3 separate regions of the Mus musculus genome follow, and regions 2 and 3 are each linked to region 1. The links are chromatin contacts, called in public promoter capture Hi-C maps. All regions are on one chromosome and are shown on one strand. Each heading gives the region's core, a stretch centred on a gene start, on an enhancer-like site or on the middle of the called end of the contact. The rest is flanking DNA. Distances are from core to core; before and after follow the strand shown.

Region 1 (3,239 bases), core at 330-2,829:
GTAAATTTTTTGGTAAACTGATATCTATTAAATAATTGATAAATGCTTTGTTCATTAATTAGTCCTTGTTTACCTAAATGCTATGATCACCTTATATAAACAAATAAAGAAATGGTTCTCTTTTCTTCCTTTTGAATTTGTTGTTTTTAGGGTTTGACTTTCTTGTGTTCCTAACTTGTTTAACCATGACTGTATAAGCCCTGTAATTGGTTATAAATATGGTAGACATAAGAAACGCTCAGAGAAAGGCATAGTTACTGTATGTATTACAAATAAAATTGAAGAGAATTAAGGTCATTTTTAGCTCAGAATCTGAAAACTAACAATAATGTGGAAGAGCTGTTCAGTGTGTGTGTGTGTGTGTGTGTGTGTGTGAGAGAGAGAGAGAGAGAGAGAGAGAGAGAGAGAGAGAGAGAGAGAGAACAGGTGTGTGTGTGTGTGAGAGAGAGAAAGAGAGAGAAAGGCAGGGAGGGAGGGAAAAGAGAGAACAGGTGTGTGTGTGTGTGAGGGGGGAGAAAGAGAACTGGTGTGTGTGTGTGTGTGTGTGTGTGTGTGTGTGTGTGTGAGTGTGTCTTATGCTACTCATTACATTCTATTACAGAACTATAACATGGACATAAACTATCGCTAGATCAGATGATGTTCTAACGTGGTGCTGATATGTTGAAATCATACCTCTATGATATTTTGTAGAAAGACTGAGAGCCATTAAAACACACATATCAGTGTAACCTTCACTATAGGAAAGTGAACTTGCACCTTAATTGCCAGCAGGTTTTGCATACATTGGATCATGTAAATTGATGTTATATTTTTATTATCCAATACATTACTTTTATCACATGACTCAAAAACCATCTTTATCTGTGTCCTGATTAGTTATAACTACACACCAGTTTTCTTCTTCATCATCAGTTCATTGCCTTTGTAGTTTATCAGATCCACCATCCAGTCACCTGCTCTAAGTAACCAAGCAGGGATGAAGCAAGAGAGAGCATTAAATGGATGAGGTGAGTGGGCTGCGACTGAGTAGCCAGTTAGAATATAATTTAGTAATAAAGAGAGGGTAGTCCGGCATCAGATTTCTGGTGGAGGGACAAATGTACACTAAGTGATAGGAACTGAAGACAATACAGCTCAAAGTCTCAATAACAGCTACTGATGGCTGCACTGTCTCCCCAACCGCCTGATCATAACTCAGCCAGCAGTTAAACAGCTGGGAAGCCCTGTCTCTCTGTCTTATTTCCCCCTGTGTTCCAAGGGCTATAGTAGCAACAGCAGCCTCAGCAGCCAGGCAGCAGGGCTATAGCTTGCAGCCAAGCAGACCGCCGCCGCCTCATCACCACACACACACACACACACACACACACACACACACACACACACACACACACAATTGCACACACTTCCCGAATCAACGCGTTGTCACACAAATCCTGGACCATGACAGATGAGAGAAGAGCAATAGGCACGGACAACAGGTATTTCCTCTCTGACAAATTCAGTTTCATTCCCAATGCTTATTGGTTTGCATAAGGAAAGAAGCCTAAGCGATACCTAGCCTGTGCGGACTACCAGAGGACTGGAGGTGGCCTCGGCAGGGGAGGGTGAAGTGGGAGGAGTGAGATGTGGGGAAGAGAAGAAGCCAAAATTGACTTTCAGGCTCCGGAAGCCTACAGCTCTCAGCCTCCGCTGTTTTTGAGTTGCAAATGATCTGGGAGTGGTGGGTTGCAGGCAGCCCCTGCCATCGCCTGGAAGAAGACTTCCATCTTTCAGTCACTAGTTCCAACGGGCCGTGTGTTCTGGAAGGGGGTGGCAGCAGGGAGGAGGATGCTCTGAGCAGAGTTCTTGAAGCTTTGCTCTTGGGGGAAGCCGGGCTGTGTGGGAGCCTTCTGACTGAGCTGAGAGCGTGTGAATTGGAAAGGATCCTGAGAGCTGGCTGGTCCCAGTTCATCTCCGGAAAAGCTGTCGCTCTCGCTTCAGAGATGCGCCTAGCCTTCGCCTGCATCACGCTGCAGTAAGTTCAACTCAGCACGGTTGGCAGTTTGAGTGGCCTCTGGGTATGTGGTGCGGGGGAAGGGAAGCCGAGAAGAAATGGCGAGGAAAGTTAGGAAAGCAGAGCTTCAGATTTCCCATGCAAATCTGAAAGCATTTTGTGTCCCTCATTTCTGTGCTAGTTATTGGTCGCCTGCTGTTATCTGCAGCAGAGAACCTAATGTTAGCTAAGTAAGTCTGGGGAAAGTGCTCGATTTATTGTGATTCCAGGCAATGAGACTGGCGAGCGAGTGTGACCTCCTGAAAGTTACGGATGAGAGGGAAGGTGGTTTGTGGGGGCGGATGGTGAGGAATCAAAGAAGCCGGCTTCGATTTTTAAATTCCCCGATTGTCCTAAATTCCATTCTAGATTCATTTCCTATTTGTACATAAACAAACAAACAAAACACGCACGACGTTTCCTTACTTTTATAACATTAAAACTAAAGATGAACTAGATCTATAGCTAGCTGCTTAATGACAGTCTGGGCGACACGGATGATCTGGCTAAACATTCAGGTTGTTCTCTGTGGGTGGGGTGAAGAGCCTCCTAGGTTCTTACTGCTACCATCGTCTCCAGCTCCTAACCAGTATCATCTGAAATACTTATGATTTGAAAGGGACGATTTTACATGAAGATGCCATTGTACTTAGCTACTTAACAGGGCTGTGTTCGCTGGCAGAAGAAAACGAAGGCTAAAGAACTTTCCAAAACAACTCCAGCCAGTTTATTCAAAGTGCAGATAACCAACTCTTTTAAAAATAGGTCAGCATGGGCCAGCCTATTGTAAAGCAAATTAGCGAATAAATAAGGAGTTTGGCAGAACCCTAAAGGTCTTTTCTGAAAGGAAAGTAGAAATAATTAACTTAAAACAGTTGGGATTATCTGACCAGTTTTTCTCTTATGGAAAATCGAACCCCCAACACATTTTCTTTTTTTTTTTTTTAATGACAGGAAAAACACAACAGAAACGAGAAATAAAAGAATATCATAATTAGAAAAGATCTTCCACTTAGTTGAAGGCTTGCTGGAGAAATGACGGTTTCACTGTATTTTATTCCAAGAAATATTATAGTTACAGCGGAAGGTACCTAAAGCAGACTCCAGGACTCCAGAATCTTCCAACAGACAACTGCATATAAACTATCATGGGCTTCGTAGGTCAAAGTGGTTTTGAACTTTTGAGGTAAAGTCTGTGGCCAGA
Region 2 (3,239 bases), core at 262-2,761, 2.3 Mb after region 1:
AGAGAGCATATATTACTGTCGTTTGTATTATGACTGCAATGGCATTACAAGGGGAAAAACAGCAATGGACACTCAACCACTGCAAGCAAGCACCCAGCACTGTAATTAAAGACACTACCTTTCCCTATGTGTCTTCTGTCTCAGGCGCCTGCTCCCGGTGTCTGCTAAGGCTTGGGAAATCACGTCTAAATGTTTTCACTTCTTTCTTAAATTTTTCAGATGTTAAATATTAAAATGCAATGGCAGCATTCAAAGTCTGTGGTTTTGAGTGTTTTCCCTCCTGAGCTCAAGAATAAATATACTGAAAGAAACACTGGTATAGGAGAGACGCTAGCTTGAAAAGGAGGCTCAGATAAAGCGCACGTTGTCAGACTGGGAGTGCCGACTGGCGCAAGACCTCACAGAGAAAGGTTCAACATTCACGATGTTTACGGGTAAAAGTAGAAGGTGGAGAAAGTGGAACACAGGGCCAGTGTCCTCCTGAAAGCCTGGCACCAAGGCAGCTCAAAATAATTACGACCGCTGAAGAAGCTGGTTCTGGTCCACACTGTGTCCTTCTTAAAACAGATGAATAATAAATGAATAATTTGAAACAAAGCAGCCTATCTAAACAAATACACCAGCCAGATAGAGCAATTGGAAAAAAAAAATGATTGCCGTATCTTTTCCCAAACAGGCAAGCCCTGTTGTGCGAGGATAATCTTGGTTTTGGAGCTACGTACGTAAGTAGTCACCGATAGCAGGGAAATCTAAGCCGGAGCCCCAAGGCAACAAATACAAATAAATAAAAGTTTGCTGCTGGGAGCGGGAGTTTTCGCTCCAAGCTGAGGCAGATATCCACAAACAAGTTTGATTTCATCCCCACCCTGCCTGAAAAACCAGGACTGAACTTGCCGGAGGGTGCTCAGTATTTGGCCAGCACCCGGGTTTCTCACAGGCAGGCAGTCGCCCAGGAACGCACTGGGGTTTGAGTTAAAGTGGAAAACCCCGGAGGAATGAGTATGACCCTCCAAGAAGTGGTTTGGTCAAGACTGATGAGTCCTGGATGACTCGCATCTCCGGAGTTTACAGCTCGCCAGGAGCTGACCTGGGGTTAGGAGAGGGTGCTGGCTGTGTGTCACCTAGCCCGCCCAGGTGACAGGATGGTGTACAGACCTTGGGCCCACCGCTGCCCTGTGCTGCTCACTGCTTACCCAGCCAGAAATGCAGGCGGTAGGAGAAGCCCCTGCTGGACTTGGTGGTGTGCAGCACCAGGTAGGCGTCTCCGACGTAAAAGTCACCATAGGCACCCTGGGGCACCGGTACCAGTTCCAGCTTCTCGACCCTCCACACCTGCAGCCCAGCCTGCTGGCCTGCGCGCGCGAACTCGGGGTGCTGCAGCTCCTGCGCCATGGTGCCGCGATGCTGGCCGAGCGAGCCGAGGACTTGATCCGTGCCCTGAGCCCAAGGAAGAGCCCGATGACCGGTGACCGCGAACCTGCTCTCCCGGCTTTAAAGCGGCTCGCCAGAAGCGGAGGCGGGGCTGGAAGGGAAGCCAACAGCCACGCCCGAACCCGGGCGGGAACCTGAATCCCAGTTTGGACCAAGTTAACCAAAACTCTAGTAAATGCCTCCCTCCAAAAAAAAAAAAAATGTAAATAAATATTATAATTGTTATTTTACGTTGCAACAGATAGATTTTGCTCGGATCAACTCGGGCGGGTCCACACTGGTCCCTGTCACCCCAGTTCCTTCCCTGCTGGTGTTCACCCTCTGATGCCAGGGTGAGGAGAAAGAGCATTAAGAACTAGAATCATCCACTCGCAAAACACGTCTGGCTTTGAGGACCACAGCACGTCGGAGTAACTGGCTGTATCACTTTCCCATGCGCGGTCCTCTAAAAGTCGAGCATAGTTGGCTTCCCTAACAGCCTCCCACTCCTGGTGGCCACAAGGTTTCTCTTTAGATAAGTTTGGAAACTCCATGTACAAAGGTACGTCAGGTTTTCTAGAAAAGATAAAAATCAGACAAATTCTCTGGCTACTAGCGTCAGAGATCGGCAAGTCCCCTGGCGCCTGGGAACTGTGGTAAGGTGCCACCTGCCTGCCTTAGCCAAGAAAATCTCTGCAAAAACACATCAGCCGCCCTCCAGGGACGCTCTGTACTGGGCTGTCCATGACTGTGATTTTAAACTGACCTGCATTTTTTTTTTTTAAAGATTTATTTATTTATTATATCTAAGTACACTGTAGCTGTCTTCAGACACTCCAGAAGAGGGCGCCAGATCTCGTTACGGATGGTTGTGAGCCACCATGTGGTTGCTGGGATTTGAACTCCAGACCTTCGGAAGAGCAGTCGGGTGCTCTTACCCACTGAGCCATCTCACCAGCCCCCTGACCTGCATTTTTAATTATCTGATTTTAAGGCACTCACTTCTCATTGGTTCACTCATATTTCTTTGTTTTGCTCACTAAAGAACGATTTGCATTCACTTCATTGCATTCAGAAACTGATGTGGTAAGGAGTTCTGTTATTGAAAACGCAAATCAGAAACTGCACATTAGAAACATTAGAGAGTTGTTCCACTTGGTCCCCAAATTGCAGAACTCCCTAGCAAGCCATTAATAGTAAAGGCACACTTAGATGCTCTCTTTAGTGACCTTTTTAAAATAAGCAATGCTTGAAGTGTTTAAAAATTTAGTGGCATAAAATCTGTTCAACAGTGCAGTGTGCTCGCCTGTAATCCCCGCTGAGGAAGGACGTACTTTGAGGGCTCTAGGCTGGCCAGTGCTACATTGTGACATTCTTTTTCAAGACCAAAACCAAGCCAAAACAAAACAAAATGACAATAGAAATTCCTTTACATTTCACACAACTACCCCACTCCCTTCCCCAAAGGTTGCCAGTTTGTAATTTTCCAAAAGACATTGTTAATCAACAAAAATATTCGTAATGTAGTATGGATAGATTTAAACACTAACCTGCATCTGTATTGTATACGTATATCTCATGAGGATTGATATTGCTGTGGGATTTGTTTTTGAGTTGTTGTTTGTTTGTTAGACAGGTTCGCATGTAGCACATGTAGCCCACACTCACCTTGAACTCAACATTTAGCTGAGGATGAGCTAGAACATTCTGCCTCTCAGATAATGAGTTACAAGGGTATACTACCACAGCCCAAGTTTATCTGGTGCTAGGGATCAAGCCCAGGACTTCAAGCAAGCTCTACTAACTGAGCCATACCCCAGCCCTATTGT
Region 3 (3,239 bases), core at 447-2,946, 2.2 Mb after region 1:
TGCTAACAACTTCTCAATCTCTGAGAGAGAGAGCGAGTTCCTCAGGTCTTGTTTATTAGCAACTATAAGCACAGGGACTCCCTGATTTTCGGATATCCTAGTTATTTTATGAAGTTCAGTTTTGGCTTCTTCCATTCTCTCAACATCGACAGAGTCCACCACAAACACAATACCATCTGTGCATCGGGTGTATGACTTCCACAGTGGTCTTAACTTCTCTTGACCACCTACATCCCAGAAGTGAAAAGTGACTGTTTTGGAATTGCCCAAGGTTACCTTAATTTTCTCAGTGTTAAATCCTTTGGTAGGTACGGTATTTACAAATTCGTTGAACTGCAGCCTGTATAAAACTGTTGTCTTTCCAGCACAGTCCAAACCCAGAATAACAATGTGAAAGGACTGAAAGGACGGCAGGCTGGACAGGATGGAAGTCTGGTCTGACAGTCCATTCCCCATTTCCAGCTGCAAATGGTGTCTCAAACTGAACGCGTTCTTCTTATCTGCTTACAATTTCTCTTCCTGGGTGATCGGGCTACGCGATTGCTGGGGAGGAAATGAGTAAGTTATTACTGTGAGCACATTAAAAATGGGGTTTCTCTACTTTCGCCAAAAATAAGCACATGAGGGACTTAATAAAACTTGCTGTGAGTAAACACACCAGATGAGGTAGTAGATGTATTCAATCCAAAACAAACGATGCCTAACTGTCACCCAAAGGCTTTCTTCGATCCACTCTAACTGCAGTAACGTGTACTTTTCTCTATTCTCTACGATCCCCGAACCTCAAAAGCTCATTCTGAAGACAACCCAGGCGCCACTATCTGGTGCCGGTCACCGTATCCACCACTAAAGTGCCTTTTCTTAGCAGAAAACTCAAAAAAAGCAGCCCTATCTGGGAGATCTAACCAGGCACGTCTCACCCGGCACCCAGGCTCACTTTCCTGGCTCCGTCCCCGCTACCAAAGCTCTCACCTCCCGGGCTGGAGTCGGGATTCCAATGGAGGGACATTGGCTGATGTGTCTCTCTCTCTCTCCCCGCGAGGAACACGCCACAGCTCCTCTCAACCGAGACCTCCGCGCCGCTCTGGCGGACGCCCCACAGGGAAGCCCAGACTCGGCCTCTGGCCACGCCCACCCTCACGGCCCACCCAGGCCCCGCGATCCCATTGGTCAGCGCGTCAGGGCCGCCCTGCCACTCCCGCCCCGGCGCCCTAATTGGCAAGGGTGCCTGCCACTCCCAGGGCGGCAGCGCCAGGGCTCGCTCTCGGCCCTCCGGCACCACCTGTTGCCCTGAGTGGGAAACGAGCAGGCATCGCAAAGGACGCCGAGCCCCTGCTGCAGGTCCGGTCGCTCGGCCGCCTCGCGCACCTGCAGCATGGGCCACGGTGACGCGGCCCTACGCGGCGGGAGCGGCCCACCGCGCCTCAGCTCGCCGTGCGCCCAGGCTCGCTGGGCCGCGCCAGCCCCTCTACACACCGAACGCCTCCGGCAATACTGCCTCCGCCCCGCCGCAGGCCTCTTCTCCAACATGACCCCGCGCCACTCACCTGGCTGACGGTCCTCCGTCGTCCCGCCTCCGCGGCTGTCAGCCGCCGGGGAGTCTGTCCCCGGGCAGCGGCGAGGCCTGACGGCGGCCGGGCCGACGCCGCGCGCCAGCCGGGCTAACGGTGCTCGCCAGCCTCGCTCCGGGCCGCGGCTCCGCCCCTCGCGCCGCGCCTGCCCGCGGGGGTCGCGCGCGCGCGTGCTGGCCGCGTCTCCTAGCAACGCCCAAACAAGGTCACGTTCCAACCCTTTCGGCGCCCGCCGCCGGCGCAGACGGGCGGGGCTTCGGCCGCGGGTTCTCGGTCTTTCTGCCGCCCCAGGCTGGGTGCGGGAGGGCGTCGCCGGTACCGCCCCTCTTCCTGTCACCCTAGGGCGGCCTCTGGGCGACCGCGGTGTTGATTCAGGGTCCTTGATGTTGGAGGACACTGGCCGGGTGGGTCCCTTACGTCACGTCACAAGGCAGCCTGGGGGAGTCTGCGCTGCCGCCCTCCCTAGCATGTGCTGGCTAGGATGGTAGCCTACCTTTTGTAAGCCAAGCGCTACCTCCTAAGTGAGTCTACGCCCCACAAGTTGGAACAGGAACCAATGCCCCTATTAAGGAGGAAGAAACGCACTTTGGAAACGCTAAATATTTCCAGTAGCCCAAGAAGAACGGGTGATGAAGCTGCAGCTGGTAACTTATGACTAGTGGTAAAGCACATTGGGCTCCATAGTGTAATTGTGTACCACTATGTTTGGCCTTAGGAGGCAAACTGTCGTTTTTGTGAATATTCCAGTCTTTGTAAAAACAGAATGAACCAAATTGGTCATGAACCAATTATAAAACGTGACCAGCAATCTTTTAAAGATGTTTAGAAAAACAAACAAAGGGCATTTTAAAGCTTGGTAGAACCTACAAGAAATTTTTATCTGGAAGGCTATAATAATAGTGCAATTTAAAAGTGTATTTTAAACTAGATTCTGGCCAAGCACTTGAGAGGCAGAGGCAGGCAGATCTGGATGCTTCAGGGCCAGCCTGGTCTACATAGAGAGTTGCAGGCCAGCCAAGGCTACGTAGTAAACCGTGACTCAATAGATACATAGATAGATAGATAGATAGATAGATAGATAGATAGATAGATAGATAGATTGTAACTTTCCTAAGAAATTTCCTGATCTTAAAATTACCATAGCCAGTAGTATTTATTTTATGAATAGTAGAAAGGATTGGGCTTCTTTCTGTTGTTTTTGTTTCTTTGTGGTTTAGTTTTTCTGTTGTTTTGTTGTTTTGGTTTTCGGGGCTTGTTTGTTTGGGTTTGGGGTTTTTTGTTTTGTTTTGGTTTGGTTTTTGGTTTTGTTTGTTTGATTTTTGGTTTTGGTTTTCAAGATAGGGTTTCTCTATGTAGCCCTGGACCAGGCTGGAATCAAACTCAGAAATTTGCCTGCCTCTGCCTCCCAAGTGCTGGGATTAAAGGCATGCACCACCCTCACCACTGCTCACCTTATTTCCATTGTTTTTAATAGCTGATATAAAAATCTAAGGAATAATAAGCACAGTGCCTAGCTTTAAGACAGCATCATTAATTTAGGAAGAAAAATCTCAAATGGCATATTCTATAAAGTTATTGAATGTAATCTGAACTAAAGATTGTAACTAAGTATGGGCTCTCATTAGCCAGTTACAGTTATTAACATAAAAAGGGAGAAAAGCTTTTGTT

The links. Promoter capture Hi-C pulls out the DNA fragments that hold promoters and counts their contacts.
Region 2: a promoter capture Hi-C map of hippocampal neurons shows a contact between it and region 1, with 4 times the contacts expected there. The contact joins the promoter of Scin here to the promoter of Dgkb in region 1. A contact is called at or near these places in 3 of 39 promoter capture datasets (hippocampal neurons and liver).
Region 3: a contact with region 1 is called in a promoter capture Hi-C map of hippocampal neurons, with 4 times the contacts expected there. The contact joins the promoter of Arl4a here to the promoter of Dgkb in region 1. A contact is called at or near these places in 2 of 39 promoter capture datasets (hippocampal neurons and liver) and 1 of 115 datasets of contacts at active chromatin or transcription factors (astrocytes).

What each region holds. Positions count from the first base shown.
Region 1 is chr12:37,878,938-37,882,176 of GRCm38.p6, forward strand. Dgkb (diacylglycerol kinase, beta) reads left to right here and starts at 1,580. Exons shown (of 26, transcript NM_001361686.1): 1 at 1,580-2,017.
Region 2 is chr12:40,132,717-40,135,955 of GRCm38.p6, forward strand. It overlaps Scin (scinderin), which reads right to left and starts at 1,512. Exons shown (of 16, transcript NM_001146196.1): 1 at 1,194-1,512. The coding sequence starts at 1,392.
Region 3 is chr12:40,036,291-40,039,529 of GRCm38.p6, forward strand. Arl4a (ADP-ribosylation factor-like 4A) reads right to left here and starts at 1,697. Exons shown (of 2, transcript NM_001039515.1): 1 at 1,548-1,697; 2 at 1-543. The coding sequence starts at 456. Arl4aos (ADP-ribosylation factor-like 4A, opposite strand) reads left to right here and starts at 1,787. Exons shown (of 3, transcript NR_166749.1): 1 at 1,787-2,215.